Linked DNA regions of Mus musculus: all the other regions are linked to region 1. The links are chromatin contacts, called in public HiChIP or PLAC-seq and promoter capture Hi-C maps. All regions are on one chromosome and are shown on one strand. Each heading gives the region's core, a stretch centred on a gene start, on an enhancer-like site or on the middle of the called end of the contact. The rest is flanking DNA. Distances are from core to core; before and after follow the strand shown. Region 1 overlaps Tprg (transformation related protein 63 regulated). Region 2 overlaps Lpp (LIM domain containing preferred translocation partner in lipoma). Region 3 has its middle 40 kb from the start of Gm41436. Region 4 holds the start of P3h2 (prolyl 3-hydroxylase 2). Region 5 has its middle 200 kb from the start of P3h2.

Evidence for each region. Promoter capture Hi-C pulls out the DNA fragments that hold promoters and counts their contacts. HiChIP or PLAC-seq counts read pairs in DNA pulled down with a chosen protein or histone mark.
Region 2: a FOXA1 HiChIP or PLAC-seq map of pancreatic cancer cells shows a contact between it and region 1. The contact joins two enhancer-like sites. A contact is called at or near these places in 1 of 15 datasets of contacts at CTCF or cohesin (the NIH/3T3 cell line) and 2 of 115 datasets of contacts at active chromatin or transcription factors (pancreatic cancer cells and vascular smooth muscle cells).
Region 3: a contact with region 1 is called in a FOXA1 HiChIP or PLAC-seq map of pancreatic cancer cells. The contact joins two enhancer-like sites. A contact is called at or near these places in 1 of 15 datasets of contacts at CTCF or cohesin (the NIH/3T3 cell line), 26 of 484 Hi-C or Micro-C datasets (the C2C12 cell line, the HL-1 cell line, LSK cells and 20 more) and 1 of 115 datasets of contacts at active chromatin or transcription factors (pancreatic cancer cells).
Region 4: a promoter capture Hi-C map of embryonic stem cells shows a contact between it and region 1, with 2.8 times the contacts expected there. The contact joins the promoter of P3h2 here to the enhancer-like site in region 1. A contact is called at or near these places in 5 of 39 promoter capture datasets (embryonic stem cells, hippocampal neurons, liver and 1 more), 1 of 484 Hi-C or Micro-C datasets (cortical neurons) and 2 of 115 datasets of contacts at active chromatin or transcription factors (bone marrow-derived macrophages and pancreatic cancer cells).
Region 5: a contact with region 1 is called in a FOXA1 HiChIP or PLAC-seq map of pancreatic cancer cells. The contact joins two enhancer-like sites. A contact is called at or near these places in 3 of 15 datasets of contacts at CTCF or cohesin (the NIH/3T3 cell line and pro-B cells), 2 of 484 Hi-C or Micro-C datasets (liver and uterus) and 2 of 115 datasets of contacts at active chromatin or transcription factors (embryonic stem cells and pancreatic cancer cells).

Annotation. Positions count from the first base shown.
Region 1 is chr16:25,375,592-25,378,274 of GRCm38.p6, reverse strand. The region is part of intron 4 of Tprg (transformation related protein 63 regulated); the gene reads right to left. Among named protein-coding and RNA genes, the nearest start is that of Tprg, 90 kb to the right of the region's middle. Within about 2 kb of position 1,379, at least 33 of the 459 cell types and tissues checked have an H3K27ac peak or open chromatin away from gene starts, as enhancers often do. A contact at or near this core is called in the HL-1 cell line, the NIH/3T3 cell line, embryonic fibroblasts and 2 more, where this site is marked.
Region 2 is chr16:24,494,312-24,496,994 of GRCm38.p6, reverse strand. All of the region lies in intron 3 of Lpp (LIM domain containing preferred translocation partner in lipoma), which reads right to left. Among named protein-coding and RNA genes, the nearest start is that of Gm24440, 89 kb to the right of the region's middle. Within about 2 kb of position 1,339, at least 100 of the 459 cell types and tissues checked have an H3K27ac peak or open chromatin away from gene starts, as enhancers often do. A contact at or near this core is called in the NIH/3T3 cell line and pancreatic cancer cells, where this site is marked.
Region 3 is chr16:26,210,337-26,213,019 of GRCm38.p6, reverse strand. No RefSeq gene overlaps it. Among named protein-coding and RNA genes, the nearest start is that of Gm41436, 40 kb to the left of the region's middle. Within about 2 kb of position 1,314, at least 37 of the 459 cell types and tissues checked have an H3K27ac peak or open chromatin away from gene starts, as enhancers often do. A contact at or near this core is called in the HL-1 cell line, embryonic fibroblasts and pancreatic cancer cells, where this site is marked.
Region 4 is chr16:26,104,435-26,107,117 of GRCm38.p6, reverse strand. P3h2 (prolyl 3-hydroxylase 2) reads left to right here and starts at 1,305. Exons shown (of 15, transcript NM_173379.3): 1 at 1,305-1,902. The coding sequence starts at 1,435.
Region 5 is chr16:25,904,212-25,906,894 of GRCm38.p6, reverse strand. No RefSeq gene overlaps it. Among named protein-coding and RNA genes, the nearest start is that of P3h2, 200 kb to the left of the region's middle. Within about 2 kb of position 1,299, at least 16 of the 459 cell types and tissues checked have an H3K27ac peak or open chromatin away from gene starts, as enhancers often do. A contact at or near this core is called in the NIH/3T3 cell line and pancreatic cancer cells, where this site is marked.

The sequences.
Region 1 (2,683 bases), core at 130-2,629:
ACAGTGATGTTGATCTGGAAATGCATCCAGTTTAAAGACATATAATTACATTCTGGGGCATTTTTAAAGAAAAAAATCATTTCTGTGGCCAAACTTAGGAACTGTATCCCATATCCCAGAGGTTTCACTCCAATGGCTGTGAGTAGCCCTCTGTTTCCCAATAGCTACAGGCAAACTGTCAGTCTAGCTAAATTAGATAAGGAAGGACGCTCATTTCCTTGGACTTCAGACCAATGAAAACCTTTCAACTATAAGAATTTTTGCAAGAAAGGATTTGAAGTAGCAAGGCATCTGTATCTCAAAATAGGCTGTCATCAGGCCATTTTCAACATATATTTTTTTTCCTTCTGGCTTCTAGACAAACACAACACGATTTCCACATAGGAGTGGGCAGACAGCACCTTCGTCATAGTCTTTGTGCTGGTCAATGGAAAGACCTTGGGGGCAGCTTCCAATATGCCTGGGCACGTTCACAATTTTTGTGGCTTTTCTCAACAGTGTTTTCCAGTTAAGAACTGTGAACATTTCAACCACAAGCTAAGGGCCCCCCAATAAAGGTCTATGTCATGGAAGATGGGGTACACTGAACTTTAAGAAAGCCAACACTTAGGAAAGATAGCGATTTTTTTTTCTAGGCTAATCAGTGGGGAAAAGAAAGAGAGACGGAGACCAATTAGACAGCAAGGACTGAACAACCTATTCCGATCGTCTCCTCCATCCATCTTTGTGCAGGGACAATAGTAATAAGCCTGGGTTGAGAACTCGTGTCCCCAGTCTTCGTGTGACCCCCCCCCCCCCCCCCCAGAATGTGCTCTTTGTCACTGTCTACCAGGATAATCAGCTCAAGGAGGACTGAAATGAAGGAGAGAGTGAACATTTTTCAAATTCTGGATCTTTGGAGAATCCTTCCTGTAGCCTCCTCTGAGTGAGCCCCCTTCACTCCTTCTGTGCCACCTGGGTCACAAGTATCAGCATTTGCCACACGCCGTATACTTAATACTTCTCCAATCTCACCGTTTGCCCCGGAAAAACGAATACTTCACACATTGCTCCCCAGAGCTCAGCTCTGGCATGCTTGGCACACTGCAAGAACTGAATAGATACTGAATTAATGGGCTGACTCCTAACTCCATGGAGATAAGGAAGAGAAGGGGGAGGAGGGCGACTCTTAGAGAAGCTGACTTCCACTTCACTCAGGGAAAATCATGACAAGCAAAGTCTTCCCCAAGTCAATTCTGTTTTACCAGAAGTCCTCTGAGGCTGGACAACTAACAGTCCGGATGCCCGAAAAGGGAAGTCTGCTTTGAATGGTCACCAGTTTACTGATTCTGTGAGTATTCCATTCCAGGCCATTAGCCTCCTGGTTGATCTATGAGAAGAGTCTCTCGCGCCACCTTCCTGTAGGAGGCGGTACTGTCTCCCAGGTCTGTCAGCATCTGAGCTGGCTACTGAACTCCACTGAGCTCTGGCAGTAAATTTAAAGAGAGAACTTTGAGCAGGAGAGGTCTGCGGTTGGGAAATCATCTTAATCATCCACGATTGAGCGGATTTGATTAGAAGAGTGATCTCAGCAGTCAACATGAAACCTTACACAGACAGTAGGAGTCTCCGATGCATTCCCAGAAGAAAATCCCCGCAAATGAGATCTGAAAATCGGTCATATCCCCTTTTTCTTTTTTTTGAACTGTCACTTTATGGATTCGAAAGGAAATTCGTGTACAATCACAGAGCTAGTGCCTTGTAGAGTTGGCACAAAATTCAGCTGATTACAAGGCCAGAATTCATTTCGTTGCCCAATGCTGTGGAGCCCACTATAATATAACACTTAATTATACAGGTTTGGCAATACAAGCCAAAGCATATCCCAAACATAATAATAGATGCTTAAACTACATATGGGAAAAGCATGCTATAACTTGGTTAGCCTATGACGTGAAGACATTCTGAAGGGACTGTTTGCACTGTTTTCCCACCAAGGGCTGAGTTGTACTCTTGTACCAGGTGGGGAGGGTTAACTGTGCTGTAAACTGTAAAACACATGATCTCACCAAGAGTCCAAACCAAATTCAAGAGACTGCATATGAGCAAACCACTAGGCTTTCCAATAGAGTACCTGCTTACACTGACCAACATCCCTGAAATGCTGTTATTAATTTCCGTCTTTACTGATGAGAATTGGCTGACAAGAAATAAGAGTCAGTATGTGAAGCCACTTTGCTTTGTGATCCAAGCCTGAGTTTTCCTGAGTAGTCAGGGCCCCACAGTTGTTTATGTCTCTGTAACTGTAATTTTACCTAAGTTGCTTTGCCCTTCTGGGTCTTATATAGTCTCTATGGGTCCCTCTATCTCCAGAATTTTTCTGACACAAATATTATGATTGGGAGAAAAGGATTTATAGGTCAATAATGTAGAGAAGTAATGAAACAGTTTTCTTTGAGGCTGTAACCCCTGGTGGGTCAACCACAGTCCCCTGGAAAGTCACATTTCCAGGACTACATGGCAATGCAAATTGGACTTGATGGGTTTAAATTAATGAAGAGGAAACAAAGTTAGGTGAGTGGGAAAGGTCTGGGAGGAGTCGGGGGAGGGAGATGAATATGTTTTGTGAAATTCTCAAAGATCTAATAAAAATGGCAAAAAACAAACAAACAAACTAAATGCAAGCACAATGGCCAGGAGAGTC
Region 2 (2,683 bases), core at 90-2,589, 880 kb after region 1:
ACACTCACAAGCCTGCCACCCTTATGGACAAGGTATAGAGAGCTGGTGAATTACTGAATGTGGAAGGGGTTAGTCCACTGTAAAGCGCTTATAAGCCTACGTCATCTATCATACTCCCCAAAGGATTAGTCATGGTCAATAAATTATTACTGTTTATATGACTGGTCTTTCCTGTGGTTTCCTCATAATAGCACCACGCATTTGTAACCATTAAAATTTATGCTTTTACTGAAGCAGAAGATGCACTGGTCTCGGTGTCCCTACGTCTACCTCTGAGCTATTTGTAGAGACTGCTAGAGAATCCCAGAAATCGTGCTTGCTCTTTACCCTTCGGTTCTGGCCCTGAGAAGAAGTCAACATGCACAGTGTTCAGTGCCTTCATTCTTTTATACTGTACAGCACAAAGTGCTCACACTCAGGTCATCTTTAAGATGGTGCCACCCAGACAAGCAAACGGTTGCCCTCGACGAGCACCATGGGTTGGAACTAGGTGATAAAGGGGAGTCAGACGCTACACGGAAGAATCTGATCTCGATATTACAGTGAACACCTAAGGCAAAAGTGTGGCTTTGTCTGGGCTCTGTTTGGTGTTAAAGAACACAATGGCAATTTGATGCAAATCGATCCACTTGGTACTGCTGAACAAGAAGGAACAACATGAAACACAAAGAAACTGATCTGTAGGCTTTGGGGCTAGAAGAGACTTTCAAGGACCAATCGTATTTGCCAGACAGAGAAATGAGGATCTGGAGAATGAAGCATGACTCAAGAGTGAGCTCTGACATGGCTTCCCCAGAACACAGACCTCTTGTCTCCCGATCTCTCCAAAGCAACCCCTCTGTTATACAGCTTCATCTCTGCCCTCCCCTTTCTCCCAGGACCAGGGGGCTGCTCTATAGCCAGCCTAAACTGTAACAGGGAAATGTAGTTCCTGCAGGGTCCTTAACAAGGGAAAGGGGGACTCCTAATGCCCTATGGCTTTCTCAGAGCAGTAACTTTCTACAGTTACTTGGGATAGACAAGCTGCCATTGCGATATAATAACCACAAGGCTGGAAATCTGTCAAGAATTTCCTTTATCTTCTGTCAGAGAAAGTTCCTTTATCTTATGTTAGAAATACACCTTGCGAATGGGGAGAGGTCAGCGTTGACTACAACCATCTACCAAAAGGGTAAGTCACAGATGCCCGTAACAAGACTACAGCACTTAGGGATAACAGATTGCAGAACCCATAAAGACAGAAAGCATTCAAAGCCTTTCATTGCCTCACACGCAGATGACCACACTCCATTCTTCTCTCAGTCTTATTTAACATCTGTGACAGCCCAGTGACTCATCCAGTCCCTGCCTGGAAAACTCTCTCATGCCCAGTTCCATCTTGTAGAGTGCAGGGAAGCAGTGGGACCTCCCTCCTGCTGGCCCCACTTCTCCCATAAAGCAGGCTGAATGGATAAGAGCAGCAATGACTGGGCAAGGCCATGGAAAGGCTGCATTGAATTAGTGTAAAACTGTGGTGTAAACCTGCGCCATGTACTAGATGCCTCCCTACACACACTGATTGTCCAGAGATAAGAGAATGGGGAAAGGAGGTGGACCAAGGTGGAAGAAAGGCATAATGTGCCTAGGATCGAGAAAAGCTCTGCCAAGCACAGGGAACAGTCTGCCAAACATACTTAAGGAAGTCACAATGGAAATGCAAAGCCAGTATTTATTCTGTCTTTTTAGTTCAAGTCACAGAAAGTATCTGGAAGAATTAGAAAATGCTTTGTTTGGGGAATTCCACAGGAAATGAAATTATCTCAGACAAAATTAGAAGGAAAGCAAACAGATACGTTAGATGTCTTGGAGATCACAGCATCCAGCCACTTCACGGCTGAAAAAGGCACGCCAGGAAGAAAGTGCGTTTCACAGTTGAATGGCAGTCGAACTGGGCAGAAAACCTATGTCTGCTGGCTGTAAGAATGATTTCTTAGTTCCCATCCCATGCTAGCATTGATTTGAACACTAACTGAATTAAGCCGACTCATGTCTGAAGAGCAAAGGGAAAATAAACTTTTCCCTGTGGCAGATGCCTGGAACACTGGCTTCTTTCTCAGAACTTCACAGTTCATGTCCTACATAACGTGGAAATCAAGGAGCAAGCGCCCTGTTTCTTCAGTAGTGCACGTACATTTCTTAGCAATGCATTGCATGTCTGGCATCCTCGTCGGCTCCCTCTCCTGCTCCTCTTATTACCATATTAGGCACTGAGTTCCAATGTCTGGGTCACAGGACTCAGGCTGTGAGTGTGAGTGCAATCTGCTCTCTGAGCTGTTTGTCTTTACTGGAAGCCCACTGAGTCCATCTAGGAAACATTCACAGAAATGCAGAGGGCAGGGAGAAGTGATTCACACCCTGAACTTAGAAAGGGGAGAAACGGTGCTTTGGTTTGGTTTTGATTTGTTTTCTTATGCTCACTTAAAGGGACGAGAACCAGATTGGAAGAGAGGGCGGCAAGGTTAGCAAATCTCAGAGGCTTCTGTTCTCCACCGTGGAAACACGGGCCATGGATGAAGCTGTGTGAGGAGAGATTCCTGAGGCCTTGTGAGAAAACTCAAACAAACAAACAAACAAAAACAACAACAACAACAAAACCCAAAAAACAAACAAACAAACAAACAAAAACAAGACAAAAGTCTTGTGA
Region 3 (2,683 bases), core at 65-2,564, 830 kb before region 1:
TTAATTAGGGCCATCTTGTGACAATTGAGTTGTAACTATCTTTTGCAGCTTGGTGGAACCATTCTCAGGTATAAAACTTCTTCATGAATCTATCAGCAGCAAATAATCCAAACGTGAGGATTAGGGTCCTGAGTGCCTTTGACATCCATGCTGACTATTGACAAGCCCAGGCTTCACAGCAACTCTACATTTGTGATTACAGTAGTTAAGTTTGTCGAGGAGATGATATTTCACAGCTGTTCTCCCTATCTTCTGTGTCTTGTGTTCTTTCATGTGTTTCTCTCCTACAACATTAACTGAGCCTTACATGGGTTGACATAAATGTTTTGTTTAGGACTGACCAAGGATCTACCACTTATTCTCACCACCCCAAAAGCCATGAGTATCTGCATTCACCACCACTCACTGAGGAAAAAGGATTCTCTAAGGCTGAAAATATCATGTACCCATAGGTGTAAATTTAGGTATTTAAAAGACATATAGATATCATGTTCATTTGCCAAAATTACTATTCACTTCCCTACTTGGCCTATGATCTCCTGAGATGTGTGATTTTGAGCATGTTTACAGTACTAGGTGTGGATTCTCCCATCCGCTAATGTAGTGGCTATTCCTGGTTGTCAACTTGACTATATTTGGAATGAAGTACAATCCAGAATTGGAAGGCTCACCAGTGACCCTTATCTGGAGGCTTGGAGATAGAAGTTTCTGATCTGGATCTTGGTATGGAGATCTTGAGCCATAGTGGCTATGGATTCCAGAAGATTAAATCTCCGAGTTCAAGGAATACACCTTTAATCTGGGCTATGCCTTTCATCTGGGATTAAAGGTGTGGTGGAACACACCTTTAATCTGGGCTACACCTTCTGCTGGAGACAATATAAGGACATTGGAAGAAGGGAGTCTAGCTCTTGCTCCTTCGCCTGCTTGCTGTGTGAGACTGAGTAACTGCTAGATCCTTGGACTTCCATTCACAGCTGCGACTGAACCATTGTTGGGAATTGGGCTGCTGACTGTAAGTCATCAATAAATTCTTTTACTATATAGAGACTATCCGTAAGTTCTGTGACTCTAGAGAACCCTGACTAATACAGCTAAGGAGCAGATCTAAAATCCAATCGGAGAACAGTTGGTTATCCCAAAAACAAAAGTGCCACTATTGTGCAAGTGAACACACCTTGCCAGACAAGTTGGTCTTATAGACTGTAGGACTCACAGCTGGGTGAGACCACTCAAACTCTTCTTCCTTAAGCAGCTTGCAAAGAGGCTTCTGAGACTATGCAAGCTATCTAGCAAGGAGGAATGTTCCATCTCAGCTCCAGCTTGATTTGTCATACAGTGGAATGTAAATACACGTGCATCCAAGACTTGTGGCGTCTTTGGTATTAGTGTCTTATTATAAAGTTTGGTGGATGACTAAGAGGAATAACAAAAGCCTGTATTGTTTTCGGGGCATCTGGAGATTCCCTGGCCAAATGACTCATAAGGAGGTATCCCACCCCTGGCACTGGGGAATTTGTTTAATAATCTGTGGCTTCTGGGAACAACATTTACTAGCCATGAAAAGATGCCACTTCCAATTTAAAAATAAACTATAAATTATATTTTTAATTTGGTCACAAGTCTGTAGCTTTCCATGTGTGTGTGTGTGTTTTTAAAAAATAGTTTGTTTTGGTTAATTCTTCCCTTCTCACTATCTCTCCTCCCACACCCCTTTCCCTGCCTTCTGTCTCAAGTGTCCACATTCTTTTATGTTATCTGCATTTTATTCTCTCCCTCTCTTTTAAAGAATCACCCTTCCAGTGGTTTTTTCTGGTTCCTCAGCTTCTACAGGTACTCTGAGTTGAGCAGAAAGAATTAAAAATCAAAATTAAGTGTCCACACATGGAGAACATTGGTTGCATTTGGTTTTCTTTTAGTAGACATCCTCACTCAATAAAATTGTTTCTAGTTCTATCCATTTTCCTAAAAATTACACATTCCTATGTTTCATTACAGATGAATTAAATTCCATTGTGGTTTTTGTCTGTTGACTTTGTACTCTGCAACTTTGCTGAAAGTGTTAATCAGTTCTACACGTTTTCCTGTGGGGACTCCAGAGGATCTTAATAGAACTTTTTCTAGCAAATGACAAAATCTTTTTACATCAGTATGGCAATATTAAAATAAAAACACAGGTCAAGAATATCTCTAGTCCACCTAACAAAACAATGCCTTACATTCCTCTGACACTTGGAAGAGTAAACAGATGCTCATGGGAGCTCTACTAAAGCAAACTGCAAATTGATGCAGTCCAAGGTGATAGTGAAACACTTACCATGTAAATGACAAATTAGCGTTACTACTGTGACAGGGTCTCGTGCAGCCCAGGCTGACCTGAACTTGCTGTGCAGTAGAATATGACCTTGAACTTCATGCATGCCAAACAAGCTCTGCGCCAAATGAGTTCCATCACAGCCCCACCGTTGGCAAACTCTTCAACATGTATTTCTTCAAATACTGTAGCCCCTGTAGCCCACTCATTTCTCTTGTTCTTACTTTGAAACAACTTTTAGTTGAACATTGGCATTCTGTCCTCGGTCTGGTGTTGCTGATTTTCCTTAATATTTTTGCTATTTTTGGAATGCGTTCTGGGAAATTTCTCAGCTTGGTTTTCAAGCACATTGTTTAATCCCTTTATTGA
Region 4 (2,683 bases), core at 56-2,555, 730 kb before region 1:
GAAATAGACAATTTTGAGAATTTTGGTGTAAAAATTAATATGTACATGAATCAGTTTTTTTTTTTCAGAGTTATTTAGCCAGCGCGGTTCATGGCCAAAAGGGTGAGAAACTCAACAAGAAGAAGGGAAAGGTTGCGACACTAGCCACCTTTTTTGAATAGTGACCATTTTACACAAAGACTTTCTTCAGCAAATTCGGGTCAGTTGGACAATATATGCGGTTCTTTCCCGTTGGTTATCTTTCCAATGGCCCAGAGACTGAGGTGAGATTCCCACAGACAGTTCCAGACAAACAGAAGTCCTCCCAGGGAATTGCAGGCTGGACTCCAGAGTCTAACACACTTTCCCCCCCTTTTTCTGGGAGTGTGGAGCCAAGGGACAGAAAAGAGGGGAACACCTTGGCTAAGAAGGTATTTATGACCCAACAGACGGGGAGGAACAGGAAAGCCTCCAGCTAGTTCCTTGGACTCTGGCAGCTGTTTCTGTCAAGTTTCCCACTTCTAGATTGATGTTCATTGCTTAAGTCCTGGGGTACTGGGTTTGTTAAACTGACTCTTTGTTCAACTCTCACAATAGGGATTTATGTCTGAATATCACTGGACATGTTGGGCATTTGGCTGCTTTGGATGAGGTAAGTAACAGAGGCCCAGTGCACATCTGGAAAACTGCCAAAGGCAGAACTTAATGTACAGCTCCACTTTCCTCCAGCGGTCTGAACAGGAAACTCGGGTTATTTATCGTTCTTGCCCAGTCTTCACATTCAATACAGGAACACATCCACACTTAGCCATGGGAGAAAGCAAGAGGGAGGAGACCCTGCCCTACAGGAGGGCGGGAAGCTTCTATTTTTGTGGGGCAGAGCTAGGTTCATCCTTTGCTTATTCTTAGCTGTATAAACTTGGGCAAACCCCTTTCTCCTCAAACCTACTCAACTGGCCAGGGGCCCTCCTCCCCTTCTCTAGAGCTTTTCAGGCAGTCTGAAATGCCCCTTCATGTTGCATCTAAGAGTGAAGGACTGCAAAGAGCAAGTCCACATAGATTCCAGAAAACGACTGTGGACCTCACTTCCCCAAGTGCTGAAGATAAAGCAACACCATCGTCTTCTGCCACCCACAAGGGACCCCACACGCAAAACTTGTCCCCAGGGGTCGGCCTCTCAGGACTGTGCTAGCTCTCAGGCAGCTGGAGCGCGGCTCGCGGAGGCTCGGCGGCAGGAGGAGCGTGTGAGCTGGAGGCGTCCCTTTAAGAGCGGCCAGCTGGGCGAGCCTCCGCCTCCAGGACCGCAGCGCTGCCGGCGGTCACCTGGGGCTGTCGCGCAGCGGGATCACGGCAGGATCGGCTCGCTAGCCCTCGGAGTTGGAGCGGGGCTCGAACGTGAGTTGCGGTGGGGCAGGCAAGAAGCGCGACGATCTCCCTCCACGGGTCCGGCGGAGGATGCGGGAGAGCACGTGGGTGTCGCTGCTGTTGCTGCTACTGCTGCCCACACCGCAGCGGGGCGGCCCCCAGGACGGTCGCCGGTCCCCGGAGCCAGAGCCCGAGCGCGGCCCGCTGCAGCCCTTCGACCTGCTCTACGCCAGCGGCGTGGCTGCCTACTACAGCGGCGACTATGAGCGAGCGGTGCGGGACCTGGAAGCCGCCCTGAGCAGTCACCGGCGCCTACGGGACATCCGCACGCGCTGCGCCCGCCACTGCGCGGCGCGCCGTCCGCTCGCGCCCCCCGGCGCCGGCCCCGGAGCCGAGCTGCCCTTCTTCCGCGCGGTGCTGGAGCGGGCGCGCTGCTCCCGCAGCTGCCAGAGCCAGCGCCTGGGCGGCCCCGCGTCCCGCCACCGCGTCAGCGAGGACGTGCGCAGCGACTTCCAACGCAGAGTTCCCTACAACTACCTGCAGAGGGCCTACATCAAGGTACTGAACGTGGCTGCGCCCATCGCGGGTGACCCTAGGGTTGGCTTTGTGGGATAGGGGGTGGGGTGGGAGGGAGCATTGCTCTACACTCCATCCAGCCTTTCGCAGTGGCTCTGCTTTGCGTGCAAGTAGAAGCCCAGAGACTAGACTAGATGAAAGTGGGCAGATCAGCTTTGCTCTCTGTCTCAGCGTCCTCTTCACTCGCAAAAATGGGCTGTGCCAAGAAGAGCATATCAAAAGTGTCTTTCAACACTTCGGTGGTTGTGCTCTACCTAGACCTAGAGTAAATTCTTTGACATAGCCCACTCCTGATCTCCTTTTAGCTATCCCTCTTACTCTGCAGTCTGATCTTCTAAGTTTAAGAAACGGCCCTAAACGGTCCTAAAAGTTATTTCTCTTCAACTAAAGAAGAGCAACGAGATAAAAAGTCGTGGAGGAATGATGCTTGAAGCTGTATGAGGCAATCTACTGAAAGTGCGGATTTCTTTGGTACTGGTTTAGGTTCCTGGGGTTCCCACCATTTAGGACCACTTCACCTCAGATGCCCAGCGCTCTCTGCTTTTACTTGCGTCTATGTACCTTCCCCGGAGTTGCTGTCAGGAGGTATACAATCAAAACTGGCATACCCCAGAGCCCCAGTTAAAAAGACCTAACTAGCTGCATGGCAAAAATGTAGAATGAATTACCCAGCCCCTCACTTCCACAAACTCATGTTTCTCAGGGTCACATTTCTTATGCCTATCTTTCTGAGTCAATATATCCAGGTCTTTCAGACAGCAGT
Region 5 (2,683 bases), core at 50-2,549, 530 kb before region 1:
ATTCCGTTGATCAACCTGTCTGTCTCTGTACCAATAGCATGTGGTTCTTCTCATTATTGTTCTGTAGTATAACTTAAGGTCATGAATGTTTTTATCTTCCAAAAATTCTTTTATTGTTTAGAAATTTTGATATCCTTGGCTTTTTATTTTTCCATATGCAATTAAGAATTTCTCTTTCAAGGTCTATAAAAACTTGTGCTGGAATTTGGATTGGGAATTGCACTGAATCTGTAGATTGCTTTTGGTAAGATGGCCATTTTCACTACGTTAACCCTAAGGATTTGTGAGCAATATTATTAGTGGCTGTCTTAAGAATCAGGAGTATTTATTGAGATCTTGTTACTTTATTACTGATTATTAAAAGTTAGACTCATCTTTTTGTATATGTATTAGAATGACTTCACTATTGTCTAAGTTGGAGACAGGTACAACAACTTAAGTAAAATCACTCCATCAGTAATGATATGAGTGAAAATTTAACCTGGGAATGCTGAGTTATGTGACCTGCCATACAATGTAAGTGGGGTGAATGGGAAAGTATTAGTTAGGGCCTGATAGGGTTAAATACTGAGCTCAGAACAGCTTGGACAACCAACTGAAGCCTGTAAAGGATCAAAATAGAAATAAACATGGGTGGTCTGGGAGTTCAGTGGAGAGTGGCTGTCTAACACACACAAATCCTTGTTTCCATCTCCAGTACTATAAAGAAGAAGAGAAAAACAAAACTACCTCTTTTTGTATCAGCAAATTAGCAAACAGAGACCTGCAAAGTAAAAGAAATTGTGTGCAATATAAACAATGTGATGGTGTTGGATTAGTGTCTGGACACATTTCAGAAGGCTTGTTCCTCAATACAGAGCTCCACATTAACAGGCTCCATTCTCAATAGTCAGCAACCATGGCTGTCTTTAGATTTACTGGAACACCAAAAGTTGGAAGAGGCTGGAAATTTACTTACCTCAGAAAGAGGCTTTTTATTGATGATTAATAAGGGAAATTCCAAGATCTTTACCTTCAGCTTGAGTCCCTATATTTGAACTTGCCACAACAGAGTTCAGTTTCAAGTTCGGGGTAAAGGTACTGTGTCAGAGCTTCACCTCACACTGTGCCACTTGATTAGGGCTTCCTCCCCCATCTTGTCCTGTTATTGCACTCTCAGACTATTCTCCTTTGGAATGGTATAAAGACATCAGTTATATGTTATGTGTTTGTATTTCCTAAATGCTAGCAGGGGTACTAGTCTGTGGTAATGAATCAGCCAGTTCCTGTTAATGCCAGTATGCTGGCCCCACCCAAACCCCCTTTGCATGGATACGTGCCTTTCTCTTATTCATCTTCTTTCCAGACTCATAAATGTGAGATTCTTACTCACTGGGACCAAGTGCTAGAGTAGACTTACTGTAATGCACAGGTATTTTGTTGGAAAAGCATCTTGGGTGTGTTTAGGGCCAGGTTCCTTGCTTCATGGATCTGTAGCATAGATTTGATCCAACTCATTTCCTCCTCACATTCCTGGCTGTGCAATGAGGAAGGAGGAGCTGAGTCACAGAGGCTTAATTCACTTGTCTATTTCTTGGACCCTAAAGCTTGACTTAATTGAAGAAGCTTTCAGTGGGATTAACTTAGTGGAAAACGCATCCCAGGTCTCTTTTCAAAGCAGGCATTAGCTAAACTGGAACAATATGACTACTTAAGGTCTTTGAAGAATAAAGCATTCCCTAGCTTTGATGAGACTGGCTCTCCATCTAGGCCCACAGAAATCCACTTCCCTTTTGCTATCTCTGTCTCTAAAGTATCTTAGAAACAGCAGTATATGGGTAAAGTGGCACAAAATGACCACCCGAAGTAACCATAATGAGCTTTATTTATTTTAATTCATCTAGACAGCCCACTAGGAAGATGCAGATTTGCCTTTATGCCAGGTAGAACTGGACCAATGACTACAGATGCAGGCTCACTAAATAACATAAGGCATATTTCATCTGTAAGATCTTGCTAATATGTTAGTGGTTCAAGCTGAACTAGAGCATGCCTTGTCCACGAAAGTCAGGGGAAAGCTTCAGAATGTTGAGCTACCACACTCTGATAGAACATTGAGAGGAGTATAAAAAAGAAACTTAAGTAGTAACTCAAATCAGTTGTTGACTGGCTTCATGATCTTAGATGATCAACTCATGATATGTGCTAACAGTAGAGTCACAAGGTGCATGTGAGTTCACTTTTGTTGATAGTCTACAATCTCACCACTCATAGCATCTGGGAACACAGATTGGTATGGGCTTCTTCAGCACTGATGTTGAGAAGCAAAGGAAGGCTTTCTATGTTGGCACACCATTGGGAGATTGTTCTTATGGTCTCGATATAAAAGAGTCCACAGGCTGCTTTCCTTTGACATTCTCTTGATCTCCTTTCCAAAGCATGTTTCTCCAAGTCATTGACAGTACAGTATTACAATGTAAGGTGTTTCATTGATACTGGTTGTATATATGTATCCTCAAGTGTGTCCCAGACTGTGAACCAAACAGACAAACCCAGGTCTTACATATATACTACTAAATATCATAATATCTGCCGATTAACAATCATAACATCTGTGGATTATATATGTATACAAGTAACATTGTTTTTGAACTCTCCATATTTTTTAATTTATCGATTTTGCTGTATGTTCATATTTTTTCTG